Regions from separate parts of the Mus musculus genome. Here all the other regions are linked to region 2. The links are chromatin contacts, called in public Hi-C and promoter capture Hi-C maps. All regions are on one chromosome and are shown on one strand. Each heading gives the region's core, a stretch centred on a gene start, on an enhancer-like site or on the middle of the called end of the contact. The rest is flanking DNA. Distances are from core to core; before and after follow the strand shown. Region 1 overlaps Cttnbp2 (cortactin binding protein 2). Region 2 has its middle 39 kb from the start of Gm23648. Region 3 holds the start of Cttnbp2 (cortactin binding protein 2).

The links. Promoter capture Hi-C pulls out the DNA fragments that hold promoters and counts their contacts. A called contact is a pair of places that touch in the nucleus more often than the background predicts.
Region 1: a contact with region 2 is called in a Hi-C map of cerebellum, with 1.5 times the contacts expected there. The contact joins two enhancer-like sites. A contact is called at or near these places in 2 of 484 Hi-C or Micro-C datasets (cerebellar granule neurons and cerebellum).
Region 3: a contact with region 2 is called in a promoter capture Hi-C map of hippocampal neurons, with 4 times the contacts expected there. The contact joins the promoter of Cttnbp2 here to the enhancer-like site in region 2. A contact is called at or near these places in 2 of 39 promoter capture datasets (cranial neural crest and hippocampal neurons), 4 of 484 Hi-C or Micro-C datasets (cerebral cortex, hippocampal excitatory neurons and ventral hippocampal neurons), 3 of 115 datasets of contacts at active chromatin or transcription factors (embryonic forebrain, forebrain and neural progenitor cells) and 1 of 9 other capture datasets (pancreatic islet).

Annotation. Positions count from the first base shown.
Region 1 is chr6:18,445,021-18,448,552 of GRCm38.p6, forward strand. It overlaps Cttnbp2 (cortactin binding protein 2), which reads right to left. Exons shown (of 23, transcript NM_080285.2): 3 at 3,228-3,449. Gm40356 (a long non-coding RNA gene) reads left to right here. Exons shown (of 4, transcript XR_003956414.1): 3 at 2,494-2,614; 4 at 2,779-3,498. Among named protein-coding and RNA genes, the nearest start is that of Gm40356, 11 kb to the left of the region's middle. Within about 2 kb of position 1,536, at least 43 of the 459 cell types and tissues checked have an H3K27ac peak or open chromatin away from gene starts, as enhancers often do. A contact at or near this core is called in cerebellum, where this site is marked.
Region 2 is chr6:18,686,717-18,690,581 of GRCm38.p6, forward strand. No RefSeq gene overlaps it. Among named protein-coding and RNA genes, the nearest start is that of Gm23648, 39 kb to the right of the region's middle. Within about 2 kb of position 2,170, at least 13 of the 459 cell types and tissues checked have an H3K27ac peak or open chromatin away from gene starts, as enhancers often do. A contact at or near this core is called in cerebellum and hippocampal neurons, where this site is marked.
Region 3 is chr6:18,512,773-18,516,409 of GRCm38.p6, forward strand. It overlaps Cttnbp2 (cortactin binding protein 2), which reads right to left and starts at 2,097. Exons shown (of 23, transcript NM_080285.2): 1 at 1,883-2,097. The coding sequence starts at 1,963.

The sequences.
Region 1 (3,532 bases), core at 286-2,785, 240 kb before region 2:
AATATGCCCACCAATCACACTCCTGATCTTCCATGACACTGGGGATGGGGTGTGTGGCCTGAGCTTGGCCAATCACCTGTACCTGTTTTAGACATCAGGGCTAAAGGAGGCACATGTTGACCCTTAAACAACACCCAGAGCCCTTCAGCACCAGCAGAACAGAGGAGCAATCCGTAGTGTCCAGTTTATCAGCAAGAGCCATGACAGGCCAGTCAAGAATCGAAATCTCCCTTTCTGCCTAAATCAATACATACCTGGCTCTGTGAGGCACAGTGAAGGCCGTGCTAACTGAATGCTGCCACCTTGAAGAAAGTGCCTCTAATATGGAACTAAATTTTTAACTGGTAAAAATACCACTTCTTGCCGGGCGTGGTGGCGCACGCCTTTAATCCCAGCACTCAGGAGGCAGAGGCAGGCGGATTTCTGAGTTCAAGGCCAGTCTGGTCTACAGAGTGAGTTCCAGGACAGCCAGGGCTATAAAGAGAAACCCTGTCTCGAAAAACCAAAAAAAAAAAAAAAAAAATACCACTTCTCTGAATTTTCTCAAGATAGAATTTTTGGCCTATTTTCAAAAGGTTTTGTTCAAACGTCCTATTTCAGGGATGGAAATCATACTTTCAAAGTATCAATAAGATATTTGAAATTACATAATTTTTTTCTTCCCAAATGTCCAAATACATTAGAATGAAAGATCTATTAAAAGATGATGAACAAGATTTAAAAAAAAAAAACAAAAACCAAAAAACAAAAAAAACCCAGACCCTCAAATTTCATTTCACCCTGTGTTCCTGGCAAAGGGCAAGGAATAGATTACCCCAGGCAAGATTCCCCATGCTGACTACTCATTAGCTTATTCAAAGTGGTTTAAATGGCTGAGCCTATTTGCCAAATTGACTCCTGCCCAAATTTCTCTGGCACACAAATTACCCAACAGTTAACCCTCCTATTAGTAGTCTCAGCAGGAGCCAGCACATGCATGAGCACAGAGCTCTTTCTGGTCCTCGTAGGCCCAGCCACCGCAGCACATTCGCCAAATGTCTCAGAATTACCAAAAAGATGTGTCAGTCTCAGATAACAAATACTTGAATCACAAAACCCGAGGCCTTTTCCTTCACAGATTTTTCACAGCAAAGCAAGGAAGGAGATGTAAGGAGAATAAAGGACTTCTCAAACTCCAATTTGCTGCATACGAAGGGGAACGAAGGCACTTGGTTAAAATATTTACTCTCCACACTAACAGTGACAGATAATTTTCTTGTTTAAAAAGAAAAGAGAAGAGAACTTTGGTGTTTCTGGTTTTATTAGCCAATATTTTCTTTATCTCCTACAGAGAATAATTCAAATCTTAAGTCTTTTTCACACAGAAATCTACTGGAAGAAATTAATTTTTTAATCGCAAAAAAGCAGCAATCGCCACCCAAATGCTCTTCACTGAGACTTCTCAGCCAATGAATCTGACCATAAAAGAACCTTGTATCCTGTTCTACAGGGGAGGCAGGCCCACTGGCTTGCTTTATATGAGCCTCTCAGGGCCCATAGGACAGAAACAATTTCCTTTCAGTGCCAGCCAGGTTGGAAATGACCCAGTCATTCAGAAACAAACAGGATGTGCGTTGATTAAAGAAGAAGAAGAAAGAAAAAAAAAAAAAAACAGCTAGATAATAAAACCTTTGATCCAACTACAAATGGGCCCTTTATTTTCTCTTAAAAGTGAAATGCTAAAATTCAGACTATAAGTAACATTCTGAGAATCGCACACATCACATAATAAACGAAAACAAAATATTTTCTTAAGTTTTTGATAATGCGGCACGAAATCCAGCAGAAATCATTTGTGATGATCCAGCTCATTGGACACGTTAAGAACATAATTGAAATGTACCCTCTCCAAGAAATATAGATGAGGTTCAGTGACATCAGCTGCAGTACCCTGGCTTTGCTTGTGCGGTCTGCGGGGAGGTTTCAAGTCCTCCAGAGACCTTGGTGGTTATCTGAAGGATTGGTCGGGGGCTTGTGGAGTCCAGGCACAGAGTATTTGCTTCCCATCATGGACTGAGTACCCTGCTCCGTCTGCTTTAAACCTTCTTACCAGGTGCTTTGGTTTTCTGCCGCCATGTACATACTGATAAAAGAGATCTGTTTTTATCCCACTTCTATAGCAGAACATTGCCATTCATATGGTAATGAAAGATAGGACCAGAGCAAAAACACACAGCTTAAATGATGGTATCATAAATATTTATAGTAAAGCCCGTTTCACACTATTGTCTACCGTGTGCTAAATGTGGGATGCAGAAAATTCTTTGAAACACTGCTTTGTGCTTTAATGATGGCAAGAAGAGAGTGTACATTTTAATTCCAATTATATTAGAGAGCAACCGACTCTCTGGTCTACTACTAAGAAAGGGAACAATGGTTTTGGCAGCTTATTAAGACAAAGTAGAGACTTCTATTTATTTATGGCTGAATGCTATGTGTGTTACATAAAATTAGGCTTCTTTGAAATATGTACTCAAGTGTAAGCAGGAGGAGCATGCTACTTGGGGAGAGAGAAGCACCTGGTTTGAATGAAGAGATGTGCCAGCTCCGGTTCTGCAACCATGAAACCCCAGAGGTGAGTTTGCCATCAGCCTAGGCTTCAGGAGGACATTTGGTGACAATCCCACAAAGCCTCAATTAGTATCTTCAGCTACTTTCATTGTTTTAAAGAAATAACAGGAGATATAATAATAAAAACTTCTTTTTGTAACGCCATCTTTAATTTTGATTCTGTTTTAGATTGCAGAGTCTCACATATTATTCAGGACCATCTCATCTTTGCATCCTCCTGCCTCAGCTTCCCAAGTACTAGGATAACAGGCATAACCCACCATGTCTGCTTACAAAGAAGTATTTTAAGTAGATAAAAGACGTTGGCGATGCTGCACATGACCGGAGGGTCCTGACTGAACTGTAGAATGAAGGCGCTGTCTGCTGAAGTGCTTTTTACTGCACTAGATAAATGAAGCCCACTCCCACCAAAACTATATTTTAAAGAAAGTAGTAACCATTCCATGAAAAGATTCCTTTGTCATACTTTTATGATTTCATTATTCCTAGATACATGATACACTTATAAGGACTTACTCTAATCATTTCTAAAAGTGTGATATTCAATAATCACCTACCATGTGAGCCAGTTCTGCTGTTCCTTGCTATTATGGGAAAAACAGATGACGTCTCAGTACCTTTTTTTGTCTGCTCTCAGCGGCCACCAGCTGTGCGGACATCCTTTCTTGCATTTTTCTGCAGTGGGCCATGACAGCTTCAAGGATGGAGAGTGGATTGGTGCAGACTGGCTTCTCTTTGTCACCAGGACCTGCTTCATAGTCTCTCTGAAGTGCCAGGAAGGGGTCATTTAGATTAAACCTCCCATACCGTTCCTGGATGAACACCTCCTTCCTGCGAGCCTACAACAAAATTGGAGAAAGGAGGTGAAATAAAGGAAAATAACAGGAAGATATTTCTCCCATGTTCTGAGATGTCCTTTCCA
Region 2 (3,865 bases), core at 920-3,419:
TATTCCAGAAAGGGTTCCCTGGCTCTCTCCTTTGTTATGATGTTCATTTTCATGAATGTAGAAGCAACTCAGGACTTGGAAGTTTTCCGCCACTGAGGGTTTTACTCAGCTGACAATCCTTTCATCTCTTGCTTGCTCTCAGGCTTTAGAGGGTCACAGTGTCAGTGGCAGGATCATCTTTCTGCATTAAAGAATTTAGGCACTTGTTTTCTAACAGCACCAACGGTATGGATGCCTCTTACCAAGCAATGGAAATGGGGCTTGCACTTCGAGGAATGAAATCGTTTATGATTTCCTCTGAAAAAAAAAAAAAAACAAAACAAAAAAAAAAAAAAAAAAAAAAACCGAACCAGCTGTCTTGCAAGGGTGATCTTAATGAGCATCTGGAAATTAACAGAGTTGTTTTCATATATGCTCTCTCTATTGACACCATTCAGACTTCCAGTGAGAAAGCCCCCATTTTAGTGTGGGAATTGGGCTTTTACGGGCTCCTTTCCCTATAGATGTGACTTTGTGGAGAAGAGGGGGTCAGTTGTCCCTGATAATCTTATTTAGGTCCAGCATGGTTCTTTAAAGTAATTCTCTCACTAGTCACTGACCTTTCAAATGTGTATAAACAATACTATGTGTCCTTGAACTATGTCATGCAAAGACTCAGACCTTGATGGGCTCCATGTTGCAGAGAAACCAGTTTAAACTAGATTGCAGTAAATTGACATTAGTATTTCATAACCTTTAACCTGTGATTGTTTCTACCTTAGCTTTACCTTCAGATTCTCTCTCTTTTCTTTTGCTGTCTTTCATTCTCTCTCTCTGTCTGCCTCTGTCTCTCTCTGTCTCTCTGTCTGTCTGTCTCTCTCTCTCTCAACTTTGAGACATGTCTCATTGTGTAGTTCAAGTTAGCCTTGAACTCACTATCTATCCCAGCCTGACAGCCTTCAGAGTTTAAAGATATTCTTTAAGGATAATTTTAACTTGAGTATAAAAAGCTGCCCAAATTTTGCACAGAATCATCTTATTTTTCATTCTCCAACATCGTTTCACTATTTCTTACCTCTCCCCGTTTTAAAAATATCATTTTCAAACTACTTCATGAGATTCACCTAGATATCATATTTTATGACATGTGAAGTTTTTATTCTTCCTAAAAGAATACTTAGATGTTTACAATTTTAAAGGAAGACATGCTTATCAACAGCCTTTATATTTCCCATTTAGCAGTCCAAATCTCAAGATCAGTGGAAGCAGTAAGAGTTGAAAGAAGGAGCTAGTGATGCGGCTCTCCACTGCTGTAAAAGGGTGATCAATTAGATATAATTCCTTGATTTAGTAATTTCTACCAATGTCTAATGGATCCCACATGTTCTTTTGCATCTGGCTGTCAACAGCTCTTCAGATTACCACCTTACTACCACATTTAGATCACTGTGGCAGAAGTAACTTTCATAAAGGAACTTAAGTAGGAGCCCCCTGCCATTAGCCAGTTGAGCAAACCACACCCTAGCAAGTCATGAAGGAGAGGTGGCTTGTCTGAGAAGTGCTTCTGTATCTGTGTCTTTATCTAATACGATAACATTCCTAGATATTTTGTTGTCACTTGGCTTTGTGCTAGTGATAGTTAAATTTGTGGCTTGTTAATTTAGCTTGGCTGAATGCTATAATTCCATATGATAATGTATGTGAAAATTAGAAACTTAAAGTAAAAGAGATATAAGAAAAGTGGAAAGATAAACAAATCTGTAAATAATCTGAAAGTGACAGCATAGATTTGTGGTCAGTCTGATCTGCAACCATTTTACATAGTAGTTACTAGGTCTTCCCTTTGTTTTCCATTAGCAAGCTTTGTTATCCACGATAAAATGTGCACACAGGGACCTAGGTTAGGTTCTTGGCATACTCCATCTGACTTCAAATTTTTATGATCTATTCTCCTTCTCCGAAATGGTCACCTCTTCCCAACTGCCTAACTTCCCTCCTGTCATCATATTTTTTGTGGATTTTATAATTGGGATGTTCCCTTTCATGTGGAAATGTGGCTGGTACCTCTTTGGAAGGAAGGGAAGACTAATTGGCAACTTTGGCAATCGCTTGCCTTGAGTCTAGCAGGAAGGGATGGTTCCTGGCAGGAAAAAGCCAAATGCTTGAATCCTCAAGCTGTCATGTAGCAGATGCACGTCCAAAAGAGAGAACAAAGGACCTTCTGGAGTGAAGTTGAAACTACTGGGTAGATTGTCAGTGGGAAGGGACTTTGACTCCTTCACCGCTCACCTCTGTGCTGACCCCTCGCCCCCCTCCCCCCAACCCTGCATACCTCTCCAACCTCGCGCCTCCACCTGCTGAGAAATGTGATCCTAAATGGGACACCTATGGATGCAACCTTGAAATTTCACTGTTACCACCTGACTGCATCTTTCCTGCTGAGATAATTGCATCCGGCAGCGTCAAGTGCTTTCCACCTGCCTTCCACTCTGACATTGTTATTATACTGTGTCCCTGTGCTTAGTGCTACCAAATTCATAGAGGCCTGTGACTGTTTTCTGGCCGCACATATTGGCAAAGTTCCAGCACGTCAGATATGACATCAACAGTGTATTTCTAGGCACTTGGTCTCTGCTGTGACACTGGTTTCTTCATTATCCTCTGCTTTTTTTTTTATGTATATGAGGGGGGGGATGTAAGAGACGAATATAGCATGAAGGATTTCCAAGTATTATTGATATTCTTATTTTTAGAGACCTTCTAAATTGTTGATGAACTGTTTCTAATAAGCTATATTAGACTTTGAAAACTTAGCTCAAGTATTTAAGACGCTTCATTTATTACTTCCATTGGCTAAATTGTCATTAAATATTACTGATATATATCACTTTTGTCTCTCCGCTAGCCTCTGGAGTCTATCTACCTTTGCTCCCCCGAGTTCGATATTATCCATTCATATTGAGACACATCTCTGGTACAAAACCCAGCATCTTAGCAGCATGCCCAGAGTAAAATCCACTCCCTTCACTTACAATGCCTCATGTGACCTGGTCCAGCACCCACCCTCGGCCCTCACACCCGCTTCTTTTCCCCTGTGCATATTGCTTTCACTGCCACTTGCCAGGCATGCCCCCACCAATAGCTTTGACTAGCTATTTGGTTTCTTTTGCTTCTTCCTGACAGAATGACATGGTTCGCTTTCTTGATTCCTCCGCTCAACTTTGTTCTCTCACTGGTATTCGTCACTAGATACTTTACTTACTTCTCTTGTTTAAATTTTCTCCTGCTATACTTTAGGTTTTATTTCTCGTGATTTCCATATGTTGCCCCGCGGACTTTCCTCTTCCTGCTGTTACCTTTTGCATTCTTTGAAGCATTCAGTTTAAATTTTTGTCTTAAAGGCATTTCTTTGATTACGTCTCCTTCCAGATCTCACCACCAAAGACCAAAAATATATTTTAAAAAATCATTAATGTTCCTTTAGACTCAAAGAGGAGAATGAATGAAAATACTGTAGGGGCAAAGGAAGACAGACATGTATGAAGTAGATCTGGTTATCTGGTACAGTACTGGAGAGAGAGGAGAGAGAGAGAGAGAGATAAAACATTATTTGATGCAAACAAAGGAGAGGTAATTCTCTAACCAGAACAAATGAGCTATTAAAACATGGAATAGTAATTCTGGCCATATTTTCAACATGAGCATAACTCTTAAAAAATTAGAATGGTTTTCTCATTTGGGGGTACTTCCTCCCTGTATCTACCTGGTCATTATCTATCCATAAATATTACTGGTCAACAATCACTTAGAGTCAAGATAAGAAATACTGGTCTAACTTATGTCTCTTGATGTTACTGATTAAGGATCATATCAAACATTGTAAACA
Region 3 (3,637 bases), core at 847-3,346, 170 kb before region 2:
TGTTAAAATATATATATATATATATATATATTCCAATTTTACAGAATAAAAGGTAACATTTTTCCTTAAAGTAAACAGCTACTTTTACAAAAACAGTAAGTACTGTTATTGCAGGCTGGAAGCCTACAGGATCCCTTGGGAATCATGAAGAAGGTTCTTTCCAGATTTTTTTTTTCTTGACTTAATAAGAATCAAAAAATCCAGCTGCTAATTTATCCGCATTTGAGTTAGGCTCCTGACATTTCTAACCACTTGACAGGGAACACTGACCTTGTTGGAACAAAAGTCTTCCTGACAATGCAGTTTTGTTTATAGTCCTATACATCACACATCACAAAGCACATGCTGGAGTTGGTTTATCTTGTGCTTGAAATATCTTGCGGGCACAAAGGGGTGTTTTCTAAGTAGATTAAACAAACTATCCACCTTCCTGGGGGAGAAGAATAGAGTTCTCCCACACCTCCACTTCCCCCCTCCTCCTCATGGAGAACAGGACAGTCCATAATTTCAACTCCCAGAGGGACTTGTTTTAATAGACCCTTTCTCCCTTGTCACCGAAAGAAAGTAGCTCACAAGGGAAAGGCTTCATTTGAAATATCTTTAAAGTTCTTATTAGCAAAGAATGGAAAACTCAATTTCCCCCAAAAGCTCCCCAAGCCCAGATTCTTCCACTTTCACGATGGGGATTAGTGGTGCCCCTTCCCCTCCCCTCCTCTCGTGTTCTGCCTTTTGCAGCTATCAACCCAAGTACCTTCCTCCACATCTTTTTTTTTTTTTTTTTTTTTTCGTTCCAAGCCAGAGGTGGGAGGAAATTCAACAGCTCAGGTTGTTTACATCTGTTCCTGCCCTCTGCTGCCCAGACCCGGATTTGGATCTGGAGGTGGAAGACACTGAGGGGTTGTCCATGCGATACTCAGCTCACTCAGTCCCACTCCTCCAAAAGAGCTGTTGGATTTGGCCAAGAGTGGGAGGCGCTCCCAGACCTGTCTTTCTTTGCAGGTCTTTGCAGCTTTAGCAAGAGCTGCTTCCTCAACCTGCAAATATTTTCCAACCTGGCTTTGTGGGTCAAGACCCCACAGCAGGGTAAGAAGAGAATGTCTGTGCATGCAGACATTTAGAGTATCAAAGAAGGGAGCAGGTACGAGCCTAAGCAAGTCAAGGCGCCAGGGAAAGGGAACAATGTTTTGACACCGGGTTCAGAAAACCCAGTTCAATCCCGCTTTAGCTAGGGAAGAAGGTCCCTACAGATGACTGAGCGAGTGGCAGTCAGCTAGTACCCAAAGTGCAGGCGCTACGGGGCCTCTCTCACCAGTCTCCCCAAGACACATGAGCCCCCCCCCCCCCCACACACACACACAAAGAGCATCCCCACACCTGCCTAGCGATGGTTCACCTTCCCGCCTCTGCTACCCCAGGTCCCCTGAGAGGTGTCAGGCACCCCGAGACTGGCGTTCGCTCCGCACCCCGGAGAGGTGAACAATGGAGACTGAGATACCCCGCGAGTGAGCAAAGGGGTCACCAGGGACGCGTGTGGTGTCCAGAAGGACCGACAGGCCCCTAGTACCCGGGGGTGGGGGCTGGCGTTTCCCCACTTGAGCCCGCTTCTGGCCCTGGGGACACTACGGGGAAGGGACACACGAAGGGCACACCCCGGGGAAGGAATGGGTAATCAAGGGAAGAGGAACAGGAGAGAGGGGATATCCTGGAGAAGGAAGGGAAACCCTTGGGAAGGGAGACCTCGGGGAGTTAAAGGAGCACCCTAGAGAAAGACAAGGCATCCCAGGAAAGGACCGGGCACCCCTAGGGGAGTGTCCAGTGGGGACCCTGGCACCAACCCCAGCCCGCGTCTACGCGGTTCCCCGCGCCCAGGGAACTCGGTTACCGCCGCCTCCGCCGTGGCCCCCTCCGTGTCACCCGGGGTGCGGGACAAGTCGGGCTCGCAGCTCGCGCTGTCCGTCGCCATCTTCCTGCTCTAGCGGATCCGAATGCGAGCTCGGAGCGGCGGCGGGGTTCAGCTCTCTCGGCGCGGGCGGTACTTAACCCGCTGCTGGCTGTGGCCGCCGCGCTCTCAGCCCGGGAGCTCGGCCGCCCCCTCCCGCCTCTCCGCGCCGCCCCTGCCGCTTAACCCTGTGCGCGCTGGAGACGCGGCGCCCCGCCCACCCGCTAGCCCAGTCGCTCCCACGGGACCAAGAACCAGCACCAGAGATGCGCGGCCTCGCGCTGGTGTCGAGGGGACCAAACACCGGGGGATGCAAAAGAAAGCAAGCTTCCTCCCTCGAGGCGACGGGCTGGCCAAAATCTTTGCTTAGACAGTGGGGCACAAGCCGATCTGGAGGCCAGACTCCTGGATGTGAAATAAATCTAAAATTGAGCAACTGTCCCTCACTTCCACTAGCTCCAATGAGGTGCCTTCCTTAATATTTGCCAGCCCCTGTCGCCTGGACACGTCTATCCTCTTGGTTTGTACACCCGGCTTTGTTTTATCGCATCTTCGATGCTAGTTCTCTCTCAAACCATCAACTGAAAGTCTGAACTCACAGCTAAAAGTCCCTGTCCAGCTGTTTTTAGCGCCCTTCCTCCGCAGGTACCTATCTGCTCGGGTTTCTTTTCAAAGAAGGTGGAATCTCCCACCACCACCCGCCCCAAGCCTGAGGTCTGTTCTGAAAAACCACCAGGTATCCAGTAATGTCTTACTACTTTTGAGAGAACAGGAGTTTCTTTCGTACAGATGAGAACACAAGGATACACACACAGACCTTTGTCAAAAATGATCATATGGAAATGCATGGCTGGAGTTTATATGAATGAGTTAGGCCCAAGCAATTAATCTCCTCTTCTCCTGCCTCTAATTCTGTTCTCATCCTTTCCTGCCAAGTCCCAGAATCTGAAAATCTATCACCTTATTGAGACCTTATGGCAAAGACCTCCCCAAATCTCCAGATCTCTAACATTTTTTTTTTTTTTAAATTTTGTTCATTGAAAGCACATAATCAAATGGAGGCATTCAAACTCTGTCTCCCTGAAGCCAAATCAACGCACCATCCAATCCCACGCTTGATATTCTGGAAGGTGGGTGACTGGAATGTTCAGTACATGGAGTATAGCCTTGAAAACAAGCAAGCAAGCAAGCAAACAAACAAACAAACAAAATGACTAAACAACAAGATCCCAGCCTGCTCTCATTGACAGGACCTGACACCTTAACTGTTCATTTTCCGAACTGGATCCGAATATTGTCAGAAATCAAAGAAAATATTTTCTACAAAGACGTTGAAAGGAATCGGTCAACAAAATCTAGAAAGTTCCCCCTAGAAAGAGCAGTCCAGGAAACACACCTGGAGCCCCGAGGTTAAGGGTCAGAGCTTAGGAACCACCTGCAAGTTACCCAGGCACAGAGTTTCCTTTGTTTACTGTTGGCTGATTTCCTCTGCCTGTGGCTTGTACTCTGTCTTGGTCATCACACCACTTGCTTTCATTTAGTCAACTGCTCTCTTGAAATTACCCAATATGAGACTATCTAGACTTCTAAGGCGAAAGGAAAGCACGTGACTGTAAAAGATTTTGAACTGATCGTAAATAGTTAAGATTAAAAGCAAGGATATTTCCTGATTTTGTTTTTATTTTTAAAAAATTGTTT